3 separate regions of the Mus musculus genome follow, and regions 1 and 2 are each linked to region 3. Evidence: chromatin contacts called from public Hi-C and HiChIP or PLAC-seq data. All regions are on one chromosome and are shown on one strand. Each heading gives the region's core, a stretch centred on a gene start, on an enhancer-like site or on the middle of the called end of the contact. The rest is flanking DNA. Distances are from core to core; before and after follow the strand shown.

What was found. A called contact is a pair of places that touch in the nucleus more often than the background predicts. HiChIP or PLAC-seq counts read pairs in DNA pulled down with a chosen protein or histone mark.
Region 1: a contact with region 3 is called in a Hi-C map of extraembryonic endoderm stem cells, with 4 times the contacts expected there. The contact joins the promoter of Ing1 here to the enhancer-like site in region 3. A contact is called at or near these places in 1 of 484 Hi-C or Micro-C datasets (extraembryonic endoderm stem cells) and 1 of 115 datasets of contacts at active chromatin or transcription factors (epiblast stem cells).
Region 2: a contact with region 3 is called in an H3K27ac HiChIP or PLAC-seq map of extraembryonic endoderm stem cells. The contact joins two enhancer-like sites. A contact is called at or near these places in 4 of 115 datasets of contacts at active chromatin or transcription factors (embryonic stem cells, extraembryonic endoderm stem cells and pancreatic cancer cells).

Annotation. Positions count from the first base shown.
Region 1 is chr8:11,554,444-11,558,515 of GRCm38.p6, reverse strand. It overlaps Ing1 (inhibitor of growth family, member 1), which reads right to left and starts at 2,059. Exons shown (of 2, transcript NM_011919.5): 1 at 1,471-2,059. The coding sequence starts at 1,606.
Region 2 is chr8:11,390,908-11,395,170 of GRCm38.p6, reverse strand. All of the region lies in intron 4 of Col4a2 (collagen, type IV, alpha 2), which reads right to left. Among named protein-coding and RNA genes, the nearest start is that of Gm46030, 53 kb to the right of the region's middle. Within about 2 kb of position 1,405, at least 141 of the 459 cell types and tissues checked have an H3K27ac peak or open chromatin away from gene starts, as enhancers often do. A contact at or near this core is called in extraembryonic endoderm stem cells and pancreatic cancer cells, where this site is marked.
Region 3 is chr8:10,663,813-10,668,584 of GRCm38.p6, reverse strand. No RefSeq gene overlaps it. Among named protein-coding and RNA genes, the nearest start is that of Gm32330, 7.2 kb to the left of the region's middle. Within about 2 kb of position 2,639, at least 121 of the 459 cell types and tissues checked have an H3K27ac peak or open chromatin away from gene starts, as enhancers often do. A contact at or near this core is called in epiblast stem cells, extraembryonic endoderm stem cells and pancreatic cancer cells, where this site is marked.

The sequences.
Region 1 (4,072 bases), core at 810-3,309, 890 kb before region 3:
GGTAAGCGCAGCATCCTCCCGGAGGCCACCGCCGCCATAGCCTCGCAGCCGGAAAGTGGCCGCGATCCACTCCAGCCTACGAGACTCAGGAAGCGCGCCCCGCCCTGCCCCGCCCCGCCCGAAGCCTATGTGAGTCGACGACGCTGAGGGCGGAGACCAGGAGGTACACCAATCAGCGCGCAGAGCCAGCGACGGTGGCCCGCCCCAGCAGCGACAGGAGCCAACCCAAGGCCAGAGGACGGGCGACCCGAAGACATTCAAATCAACTCACCTCCTCTCTCCGCCCGGCCCTCTACCAGAGGAAAAAAAAAAAAAAAAAAGCAGACAGCGGAAACACAGACTGGAGCGAGTCCCGAGCAAAGCCCGCCCCCATACTGCCCGCCCCCCAATGACTCTGTAGCACAATGATAAGGACATTCCACGGGGGATGTTGCGACCAATCAAAGGGCCGCAGAGGCGGAACGTTCCGCAATATGCTAATGATTCTCCTATAAACCGAGCTGCGAAGCTGCATCTCGGATAGAGCGCGCAGGGGCGCTTTCCCCAGCAAGTCTCTGTATGCAGTGCTGGGCAGTGGCCCTCCACCACCCCCAACTCTTCCGTTTCCCTGCTGCGCAGTTCTGTAAACAAGAGTAAACTCCGAGCGGCCATCCACGTTCAAAACAGAGCCCCCTGACCTCACAGCAAAGTTTCCCCAACAGCCAACAGTTCCCGGCGGGCACGCAGGCTCCGCCTCTTCGCCACTCTGGGCAGCCCGGGTCTTCGGGTGGGCTGCAGGTCCCTCACCTGCCCCGCTCCTCTCCAGCCAGAGCCCAGCTCGCGTCCACCGATCGCAGCGCAGTCGTACACCTAGTCGGCTGCGATCCTCCCTTTCACCCTCTTCCTCCCCAAGACACACCGCGCCGGCGCCCCTCGCAGTCGGCCCGGAGCCCTGTCCAGAGCCAAGAGAGGGCCCAGGAGAGCAGGGCCTGGGCGATCGCGCGACCCCGAGTCAGGACTGCCCAGTACTTTATGTAACACTTAGAACCAGAACCTGGCGGGAGGCGGCGACTCTCCGGACCCGCACTCAGCTCCGCCGGAGTACGGCCCGCAGCCCTCTCTCTAGCCCGGTGCCCGCGCCCTACGGCCGCGGCGCCCGCATAGCACTCCACCTCGCGCGGCCGCCTTCACCCCCTCCCCGAGGACGCGGCCGAGCCCCGCGCCCCCTCCCCCGCAGCACCGCCTCATCACTTCACTACAAAGAGCGCTTTGGTCGCGCAGCCTTGCAGCCAGCCGTTCGCGCTCCTTCCTTCTCCATGTCCCGGAGCTCGGTACACAAGGACCTCGGCGTATCAAAGGCGCTCCAGACCTTTTGTTCCTAGCCCTCCGAGGACGCTACCGGGCGCTCCGGCTCCAGCAGGACCGGTCAGCCTCGCCGCCGGGACCCAGGGATGGACGCGGCCGCCCCCGCCCATCCATCACCCGCCGTACCTTGGTATTTGGCGTCGATCTCCCGCATCAGCGAGACGTTCCTCTGCAGGTCGAAAGGCAGTGACTCGATTGAGTCCAGGTAATCCTCCACATAGTTCACCAGGTGGATCTGCTCCCCGTTGGCAGGACTCAACATGGTTCACCCCGGAGGTCCCCGGCGATTCGGCGGCTTTCCGCTTCCTCCACCCCCCGCCCCCCTCAAACAGCACTGCAAAATGCAAAGCTCTCTCGCCCTTCCGCGCCCCCCCGCCGCTCCGGCCGGGCTGGCCGGCGGCTACATCTGGCGCCTGCCGCGCCGCCTCCGGGGCCGCGGGGACCCCGGCGCCTGCAGGCGCGGGCCGCGGCGGCCGAAGCTCAAGCGCACACCCCGCCGGCCGTGCAGGCCCCCTCCCGGGCGGCGGGCGGCGCGGGGGGCCGTGCGTACTAGCGCGCACACACCCAAAGAGGGCCGGCCACCGCCGCCCACCCGCCACCAGCGTGGAGAGCGGAGAGAGCGGGGCCGGCTGCGGGAAGGGCGCGCTCCGCCGCCCGCCTCGCCGCACTTGTCCAACGTGGAAAACCCAAATACCAGTTTCAAACACTTGGGAAACATTCAGCCCCGCGCGCAGCGCGCATGCGCCCCGCCACCCCTCCTCCCGGAGGCGGCCCCGCCCCCACCGCATTCACGCCCCTCACCGTCCCGGGCCGGGGGGCGGCGGGCCGCGAGGCCGGCCCGCGCGGGGGCGTGGCCTGTCATTGTCGCTGGGGGCCAGGGTCGCCGAGGGGACAGCGGCGGGGTCGCCTGGGCAGGGGAGACCGGCGACGCGAAACTTTACTAGGAGTTTGACACTCGGTGGCGGACCTACTGGGCGGAGCCGCACGCCGGCCGGGAACCGCGGGGTGCTAGCCTGCTCCTCGAGACACGCCGGGGCCGGACGAGCCTCCAGATCGCTGCCTTCAAACCGACTAACCTGAGAAGAGCCACCCTCCGCTGGGTTAACTGCATTCCCCCGCCTCCTAGCGCGGTATAAATAGGGCCCCCGAACAGAAATGGCAACGGCGTCAGCCAATCCCCTTGCGACTCTTACCTCTGCGGCCAATCTGGACGAGAAGGAGGTGTGGTGGGATCGGCAACGCCCCCCGCACGCCTAGTACTAGAGAGCTGTCCTCTTCCAGGAGGGACGAGCGGGCGGAGCCGAGCGAGGCGGAAGTGGACGCGCAGGCGCAGCTCCCTGGCGATGGATGCGGACCCGCGCGGGAGGGCAGCTATCGACACGCAAAGGGACCACCACTCCCAGCATCCTCGGCGCCTCCACGCGCCTGCGCCTTCCGCCCCCATCGTCCCTTTGTGTCGCCTCCCGGTGCTGGGTTTAGAATGGCCTGGAGACAAAGGGGCCCCCGAGGGGTGCTCTTTTCAGCGCGGAGATCTACGGTGGGCGGGCTGGCGGGAGCAGCTCTTCTCTGATCCTAACTAGCTCTTCCCCTCCCTGCCGCATCTGAGGCTGCCCATGTCCTCGTCACACTGAGTTGGCAGCGGGCACCGCAGTGTGCTTCCCGCAGGGGAGCACAACCTTCAGCTTCCCATCCCGCCCTTCCCCCACAGCTGCCGGATTTAGGGCTTTCTGAAAAGCCCGGGCAGAGCGAGGGGTTGCCTAGGCGACGGGCCCCGGCGGTCCCGCCCTCTTCCTGCCTAGGCACCGCCCTGGGGCGGAGCCTGGCCTGTGGTCGCCACATTCGCGCCTTTGTATGGCTGGGACTGTGGTGCGGCTGTCCTATTCGCCCCTCTGAGTCCCAGGTCCTCAATCTTGCTCGGCCGCCTGGGCGAGAGCGGTGGACCCGCTGCTGTGGCCTCAGGTGCGCAGGGCTGGTGATGGCGCTCTGCCTCGCCTGCGGTGTCTGCTGCGCCGGGTCAGCTCGCAGCCTTCAGCCATCTGGAGTTTGCCGTGTTTCAGCCTCAGGCATTCATCCTCCGGCAGAACAAGACTCACCGCTTCAGAACTAGAGGGTGTAATTGGAAAGGATTTGGAACAGGTTCAGGAAACACTGTGATGCCCTACCCCCTTCGGCAGGTGTGAAAGTACTCCATGCAACCCCGTGACATCTACGACATTTCCAACGCTGTATATCTTAAATAGAGTCTTGTGGAGGGTCATAACGCAGCCAGAGACTGTCAGTTGAGTTAGATCGTTCAGATTGGGTCGTTTGCTTCTGAAGCACAGGGCAGTGCATTTCTGCAGGAGGAAGTTCGCTTGGCTGTCTGGTGCTGGTTTTTACTAGCAGAACCAACTGCTTTCAGCCCTAGTCAAAACCAGAATAATGAAGTTTTTCCACGTAATTGCCAGAAGAAAATAGTTGCACAAAAGGCTAACTGCATGGCTTGAGAACACGACGTGTAATTAAGTGTGGAGAGGGGTACAGAACTGAATATGAAATGTGGCCTTTTCCTCAGATCTTATAACCAGTTTAAAGGCACAATAGCAATTAAGAAACAGGTATTTTAGTCGCAGCGTGCGTTGGGCCATGAATGAACATTTATCTAGGTTTAATGAAGATTAGGAATAGTTGACCTTTTCCAAAGATAACCAAGCTGGAGTTTGAACCTGGTTATCTTTCAGAGTTACAT
Region 2 (4,263 bases), core at 156-2,655, 730 kb before region 3:
ATGCTCCCGAATTTGGAAAAGTTTACATCTGGAAAAGGGGCCAAGTGTCATCAGAACGTGTGCAGGCAGAGGCGACAGGACATTTTGGACAAAGGCCAGATAAGCCCAAACACCCACCCCCAAGGACAGAACCGGCCCCTGCACACCAGGATGTTCAATCTGGCTGCAGCCTTTCCGGGTAGAGCAGAATAGACTCCCAGTGACGCAAAGGATGAATGGTAGGAAATCCCCTCTCCTTCCTAAACCGACTCTTCCTGCCTCACCTTTCATGGGCACCAGCCCCAGACCCTCCTACCCTCCCCAGCCCCTTGCAGACTCTCCCTTCCTCTGAGGGCAGTAGACCACGACTCTTGACGATCCTGGGGAATTCCTAAGTCCTAATGAATTTCTGCAAGCTGATGGCATACACTGGCGAATTCACAAGATGTCCATGATGGCAGAAAGGGCTCCTTCAGGATCCAGGACACGTGTTCTGTGCCCTAGGATTTGGAACTGTCTACTGTTCATGAGGGTGACGGTTCACGTGTGTGGACGTGTTATGTCACCTGCAAGGGAAACGAGAGAGTACCCACCTAACAGTACGTGACACAAGAGACTGAGAGCTACTTTCCAAAGCTATTTAACAGATTGTGGTTAAAAAGCAAATGGCGTCTGGCTTGGTGAGATGGCTCAGCTGGTAGAGGAGATTGCTCTGAAGATGGATGGTCTGAGTTCCGGACCCGGGACGCACATGGGGGAGGGAGAGAACTGATGCCCAAAAGTTGTCCTCTGACCTCCATACACACACAAAGGCACACGTGAGCCCCTCCCCCACAATTGATTAGTTAATTAATTAAATCCACACACGTTGAAGCAGACATTCAGCTTTTACTCCCAGGACCCAACTCAGGGACATCCACTTGTAGTGGCTCAGACTCAAATGAGAGAGAGAGAAATAATAAAGCTAAACCAATCCGCAGCTCCCACCTGCAAAACGGGTAGAAGAAAACACTGAGACTTTGGGCTTGTAAAAAATTTCTTAGACACACACACACACACATACACACACACACACACCACCAAACAAAATAGTGGAGAAGATTAAAAAGTTTGATCCTCCAAATTCTGCTGAAAATAAAAAGGCTCTAAACTAGCCAAGTCTGTCCTGAACTAGAGGAGGGACTCCCTGTCAGGCTCCTATTAAACCTCCTGCTGATGCCTGACACTTGTGAGCCTACAGTGGTGGCCTGGTGGCCCGGCTCCCTTAATCGTCTCTCCTAAGCAGTTCCCAGCATCTGGCTCTCACCTCTTGCTCCACAAACCGTCTGCCGAATGGCTGGCTGCTCACATATCTGGCTCTGCCTCACTCACAGTCCTCCCAATTCACCCCTAGTTCTATTTTTAGAACACTTTCCTTCTGTTTTTTTTTTTTTTTTTTTTTTTTTTTTTTGTGGTTTTTGAGGCTTGAGCCCAGAGTCTGGCGTGTGCGAGGTAAGAGCTTCGCCACTGAGCTACATCCTTAGCCTGAACCCCTTTGAAGACCACTATAGTAACATCACAGTTTCTGAGGTTCAACCGAGGGGGCGCTGCCCTTCAGAGAAGGCTGCCACCCTTACTGTCCCAGCCCCATTCAGTTCTGTAGTCCCCTGGAGCCATTCAGGAAAGTCTTGTCTTAGCCCTGCACTGCCCCGGGGAACTGCTGATTGTTGGCTCCTTAGAGGGTTTGGCTTCTCTGTCTACACAGCAGACAGAATGCTCCCCGGGCCCTCATGATGAAGTCATCAAGGAGACCACCCAGGCTCATGGAAGGAGGCCTGAGTATCAGACCCTGCTCAGCATCTGATTAGATAATGAAATATCGTGGGCAGCCAAGGCGCGGGTGAGGCAGGCTCTGGAATGCTGGGTGTTCCTCCTCCAGAAAGCTCAGGCCGGTAATGTCTGAACCTGGCTGCTTTAAGCATGACTGAGCTGAACTTGAACATGCTTAGCAATGGGTAGGACCTTAGTGGGACCGCTGTGGTTCACAGGGGGTCAAAAGTTGTAGAGGAAAAGGGGTGTGTATTGACAGAAGTCTGTAAAAGCCTAAAAAGGAAATAATTTTAATGTTTACTGGATATCTCAGTTTTGAAAATTTGAAATGAAATCAACATTCCTGGTGGAAGGAACAGGGCCAAGGGGGATAATAGTGCAGTTCCAGTAGCCAACACCAGGTGGCAGTCATTCTCAGCCTGCAGGCGAAGTTAGGAAACCTGTCCTCTGGCTTGAAAGTTTTGAGTCTTTCCAGGGTCACATGACTCAGCTCTAGGGAACAGAGGGCAAGTCCCTTATTTGTTAACCTCCCTTGGGGATAATCCCAAGGAAAACTGTGATTGCCTAATTCCAGTTAGTCCAAGGGGCTATCATACCCCACTTCTCTTAGAGTAATTAAGTCAATAACTCATAATCTGTCTTTTAATCTTGTTAAAGTAAAGTATGCCAACTACTGACACTGGGAGCCTGCTCCCATGCTTACCCTGACAGCACTTGCAACAATGACTTCAAGTGACATTAGAATGAATTCCTCCCCAGGACTGAGTCAGCACATACCTAACAGCCTTGGATCTTTGCTAAGAGCCATTTCCACCTTTGTTAACACATTAGATTTTAATTCCTGTAAAACTCAGGACACATATTGTCACTATGCTCATTCTCTGAGGGAAACTGAGGTGGGGGGTGTGGCCAACCAGCCTTGTACATTCCGAGAGAGTGAGCTCTCACCGGAGATGGCCATGTGGTTCTGGAAACCCACTGGCAGCCTGGGGCATGCTCCTGTAGAAAGGGACTCAGGTGTGAAGCCAGGCAAGGCAGGACAGGTATGGGGGAAGAAGAGCAGAACAGAACAGAGCTGGTGGCGATATGGATTAGGGACAAGATAAAAGGGTATAAAAGTGACTTCTGAGGTGGAGAGGCTAGGAGATGGACCACAGACGATGGACTGGGAGGAAAGTCTGTGGGTGGCCGAGGCATCGGTGATGACTGTTCATGTCACTTGACCACCACACCCTATCTGAGAAGGCAGGATGTTGTGGTCTTTGAATGGCCAGAACTCCGTGCTGGGAGGTGGAGGAGCCACCATAAGGCACATGAATGGCACTTGGAAAGAAAAGCTTGAGAATACCTCCTACCAAGAGACCTCACCTCACCAGGGAGGTGCTGACTGCAGCCCTAAAGGGCCTAAGGACGCTTCTGGAACAGCTCTGGAGTTCTCTGTCTCTTTTATCTCATACCCATGTGGCCTCTGAAGGGCTTTGTTAGTATATTTGGTTTGCTCTTATTTTTTTAGACAGGGTTTCTAGCTCAGACTAGTCTCAAATTGTTACCTAGCCAAGAATGATCTTGGGCTTCTAATCCTCCAGCATCTACCCGCCCTGGGATTACAAGTATGAGCCCCATGCCCAGTTTCTGCAGTGCTGGGAACCCAACACAGGGCCTTGTGCATGCTAGGGAAACAAGCTACCAATGGAGCCACATTCCCAGTCCCAGTCCCACCCCTTGCTGGAGTCAGAACCCACATCCTTGTATATGTTAAGCAAGTATTTTGCCACTGGGCTACACTCCAGCCCTAACCGTTGACGTTCAATTCTGGGAAGGTCAAAGGCAGACAGTCCACATCAGATCACACAACATCACACACAGCCTTTCTTCCTTGCACCTTTAGAAGGATCTACTCTTTGGGAGGAGTCCTAAGATAAGACCTGCCAGTCCTTGAGGTGGTCCTTGGGGTACCCCCCTCTCCTATGACACTGTCGCAGCCTTCAGGTTAAGCGTGTCTTCTGGACAGTGATTAAGAGGCTAAGCTTACAGGACTACGGTTCTGTAAGTGAGTCTGGTGTCTCTGCACTTCCTCCCTCGGATTCTCATCTAGGATGACCCTTCTGATGTCACTGAACACGTATCCTGAATAAACACAGACCATAGGAGCTCTACCTCCCATCTCAGTCTGTGGGAAGCTAATGCATGGATCAGTTATGCAGACAGGAGACCCAGTGACATCCTTCTGCAATCCAGAGAATGACTCAGGAGGCATGACAACCCCCCCCTTCCTTCTTCCTTGGAGACAGTGTTTTGTGTAGCTCAGGGTGGCCTCAAACTCACCCTGTAGCAATGGATGACTGAACTTCTGATCTTCCTGACACCACAGTAGGAACTGGGGGTTGGATGTGGTTCTGAATTCAGGGCAAGCACTTTATTGACTGAGCCCCATCGACACCCTTTTACTTTCTAAAGACTTTATCTACTTTTATA
Region 3 (4,772 bases), core at 1,390-3,889:
CTTTGAGGGAGGATGCCAAGCCATGAATTATGAGCCCAGATGCTAAGAGATGACATTTGGCCACACCTGGAGTCTGGGGCAGAAGGCTCTGTTTGTGGGCGATGGCTGTGAATCCATAGCATCTCTCAGCAGCTCTGACTTAAGCAGGAGGTAAAAGGAAGAGGAACCAACGGGTATGCTTCATTCAGCAAAAGTGCTGCCTTGGGGCAATACCAAGGGTAGGGTGTGTGTGTGTGTGTGTGTGTGTGTGTGTGTGTGTGTGTGTGTGACAAAAGTTTATGTGTGAGACGAGAGGCAGACATACACTTTCTGTTCCTTACAGGAGTGGCAGGTCTGAGCTCACTGGGTCAGAAAGCTTCCGTCTTCCTTCTCCATTGATGAGGGCCAACTGGCCAGCCGGGACAGACAGGAGCCAAGATATGCAAGTGCACAGAAGAAGACAGAGGCAAAAGGTAAAAGACAAGGTTGTAGGAGGGTCTTAAACGCGTTCTCACGACCTGCCAGGAAAGACGCAACAAACCGGAATCTTCTGCGGCAAAAGCTTTATTGCTTACATCTTCAGGAGCCAGAGAGCAAGAGCAAGAGAGAGAATGGTGAAACCCCATCCCTTTTAAGGAGAATTATCCTCCGCCTAGGACGTGTCACTCCCTGATTGGCTGCAGCCCATCGGCCGAGTTGTCGTCACGGGGAAGGCAGAGCACATGGAGTGGAGAACTACCCTTGGCACATGCGCAGATTATTTGTTTACCACTTAGAACACAGGATGTCAGCGCCATCTTGTAACGGCGAATGTGAGGGCGGCTCCCCACAGGAGGGTGTCAGGAAAGCTCAGGAGTGAGGGCAGAACCAGTGGCCTGGGCTTCGAGGAGACTTTATGCGTAGTATGCATTATGTGTGGTGGACGTTATGTGCAGTAAACATTATGTGCAGAGGATGTTATGTGCAGTGGCAATGAATTCCCATGTGCCATGCACACTCACTCCTCTCAATCCCAATTTTGGAGCAGCACTGCTGAAAGCACCTAGTTTCTGTGGTCCCCTTATGTTGGAAGAGGCCAGGGGGCAACATGTTTCCTATGACTTTTGTCTGTTAGACATTGCTTAGGAATCTACCTAGTATGCTCTCTGAGACCTTCAAAGATCTGGGAAGCTTAGGGAAGGGAAGGATGGCTTTATCTCCCTTAAGGATGTTCTCGTAAGGAGGGTTCTCCTGCCAGCCTCCATCAACAATCCAGGCCCCAGAATCCAAGACTGACCAAGTGTAGTAAAACCCCCATGTTGGCCAACGACAGCATTCTAGCTCTGAGTTTCCTGAGCCTCCATTATCTTATTCTTTTTCTTCTGTGCTTCCAGGATTAACATTGGAGACCAAGGCACTTTCCCTGTCTCTTGATTTCTTCATGTTCAAAGAATCTGTTTCAGGATGACATGTTCTGAACCCCGTTGCGGTGTTTCATGCTTTGCCTCTGTAGAGCAGTATCCAACCAGAATGCTTGGGTTGTCTAGAGACATCTAGACTTCATGCACCTGCTTATGCACACATCTGGGTACCCACTCGGGAGAGAAAGGAAGCACACAGGTCGGGGAGCAAGGTCCTTGGATCTTCAGTAACACCCCTTTCTCTCTGTCCTATGGCTTCCATGGACTGTACTGCCAAAAGGCAGTGTCAATGAAAAAACAGGCATCTCACTGGCTCTCATAATGTCCCATCTGCTCCCCGGGCTCCTCCTGCAACACAGAGCCATGCTTTGGAAACTCTGGGGATCAATTTCATTCACTCTGAAGTTACCATTCACTTCATCTTTGGTGGTCTCCAAACTCTTCTGGAAGGGTCCCTGAATATCATGCTGGTTTCTTGCTAGACAACTGATTTGGCTGGTGTGTGTGTGTGTGTGTGTGTGTGTGTGTGTGTGTACGTACACACATATATGCATGTGTACCTCTGTGTACAGGCTCCCATACCATTTCCTACATGGATAAAACTCTTCTCCAAAATTACAAAAGAATTACTGAGGGCATCTCAATGAATTTGTTCTCTTTATTTCTTAAAATAATTTTGTTTTAGATATAGTAAAAATAATAATAGCTCTGTTTTCTTTTTGTTTTTATTACATTGAAATGAAACATGTCTATATTGCATGCAACCTGCTTGGAATTTCTAGAAGATAGTTGCAAGACTGGATGTCTAACTCCAGGCAGCCTGATGCTTAGCTTAGGGACCCCTTCCTCTCCTTCAGCAAAGGAAGCCTCGATTTACACCTCTATAGACCCATCTCAGCAAGTTCAGTCTTTCCATTAACCCCTGGTAGCCACAATGACTTCCTAATACCAGTTAATTAACAAACACTGGTGCTCCAACAGATGAATTCCTGGGAGAGTCTTTGGTGTGGTCCCCAGACTGCAGGAGCAGAGCGCAAGCTTTTTCCTTTGTTCTTCCAACACTTTCCTTGTGGGCCACAAAGTACTTTGAATCTCAAATGAGCTCTCTAATTAGTCTCTGCCGGCCTTCCTGCAGGATGGGCAGGGCTGTCGATTATCTCCACTTTGCAGATAGTAACAATTTACAGGACTTGGCTGAGGTCACCGGAACATTAGCATCTCAGCCAGAATACAACTCTTAGTCACTAAGCCCAGTCCTCCTACTCTGTTCCCTAGACAACTCCCTCCATCCTCTTGGCATTGGATCTGTACTTGCAGGGAGACCTTATTGTAACACTGTGAACTCCAATTTGGTGCTTGAGGCCTGGAGGTAAAAGGGGGACTTGAGGAAAGGTGTTCTGGCGTGTTTGTTTTATAGATAATACTCTACTGACTGGCTTGGCAACTCTGCGTGCACTTGTGTCTCAAAAACAAAAAAAAATGTCATTTACACAATCCATAGACTATCTTCATGGCCTAAATATTTCAAGGCCAGACCAAGTGAATACACCACCGGTGGGTGATTCTCAGCAACTAAGTATGCTTGTGTGAGGTTTGGGGACTCACTGTGCCCTGTGGTGATTGCAGATGAGATTCCCCACTGCCCAGTGCTCTGTGCATGTGATTTGAGCCTCTTTCTGTTGTATTGGAGAGCTGTGACACGGGGAGGCACATCTTTTCTCACCTCCTGAGGAGACACCAGAACTCTGTGTGGCCAAAGTACAGGGCTGTGTTAACCAGAACCAGGTCTCTCAAGAAACATAGAAGTGCAAGCTGCACAAACCCAGCTCATCATTTATTGACAGGAGCCTTAGACGCAGGCGGGACCAGGGGCTGCTATTGGACGGTCTACAGGCAAATTTCCGAGAGTGCCAGAGCTGAAGAACGAAGACATAGACTTTGATTCCTAAATCTCCAGTGCTCAGGAACGCTGTGGTCACGGCAGATGTGTGTTTATTCATGATATTCAACTGACGCAGACTCCCAGACTCCGTTCCCCACCCTCTCTGAACAGTAAACAAGTCCTCCCCATGACTGTGGGAACGGACTAATGAGTAATTACACGTTTGAAAGTCACCAGAATGGAATCCCAGGGGTGGACCCCTGAGTAAAGGAGAGTTGTGGGATAAATGCAAACACATTCTTTGGATTCCAGATCCCAGTGTGGTGCCAGGGTGCAGCTTCCCCAGGGAGGGCATGGAGGTACAGTAGGCCGCAGAGCTGATCCTATTAGCCACCTCACTTGGGCACTGATCCAAGAAGGCTAGCTGTAAACATGAATATTATTGTTCAGATCTTTGCTCTGTCTCATTCAAATATAGAAAGCTACATAAACATAAGGGAATTCTCTAAGAAGTATTTATCTCAATCCAAAGCAAGGAATGACTTCTGTGTTTGTTTGTTTGTTTATCTGTAGTGGTAGCATTAGTGTATTTGAGTTAGTGATCCAAGAAATGGGCATACTTTATGTTTGGGAAGTTGCAACCAATACCAGCATCACACTGACACATTCATTCATTTAGCCTTCCAGAGACACAATAAACAGCTCTGAGAACTATCAAAGCTAATGATTTAGTCCTCTCCCCATAATCATAAATGTGGCAGGTCACACACCCTTATAGGTGAATCGAATCCTGAATGTGGTAATCAGTACAAACAATTACTAACTGCTAAAACTGCTTAAAGTCTGCCGAGGCTGTCTGCCATTGGTAGCTAGAAGAAACCCCAACCAGCTGCTCCTTTTCGGCCAACCAGCTGATCATTTCAAACATAGTTGCACAGACATTAATTTGAATGATGGCTGTATGTCACTTCTAGGGAACAGACCAGAGGCGAGTAGGATTTCTCTCAGGGTAGTCTTCAGGCTTTATGCAGGGAGCAAACCGGCTTTCTTCAAAGGTTAGCTTCACCACAGGTGGTCTATCCCTTCTGAAAGACTCCTCCAGTCCCCACAGGCTGACCCCTGTTCCCATGGCAACCTGAGAAGTACAGGGTTGTTGAAAACAATTCTTTAATTTGTTTACTATTTCAAACTCAAGAACACGCCCCAAGGTTTCAGTCTCTACTCCAGAGTCTGCTTTTCTGACGTTTGAAAGAAAAACAGGAACAAAACCCCTTAGTGCTCTTTTACATGGAAGAGACTCTGAGGAACTAAGCTTTCTCGAAGGCCAGCTTGTGTTATAAATGGGGAAGCCAAGGGTTATGTTTCATACCACGAGGCTGCACAGCTAGAGGAACCTCACCAAATGGTGTCATCTTCTTGCTGTTGCTTGATGTCTGCTGTGTGCTGAGACTGTCATCTCTACTTCAGTTGTAGGAACAGAAGTGTCTGGATACAACCATAGAGCTCACACT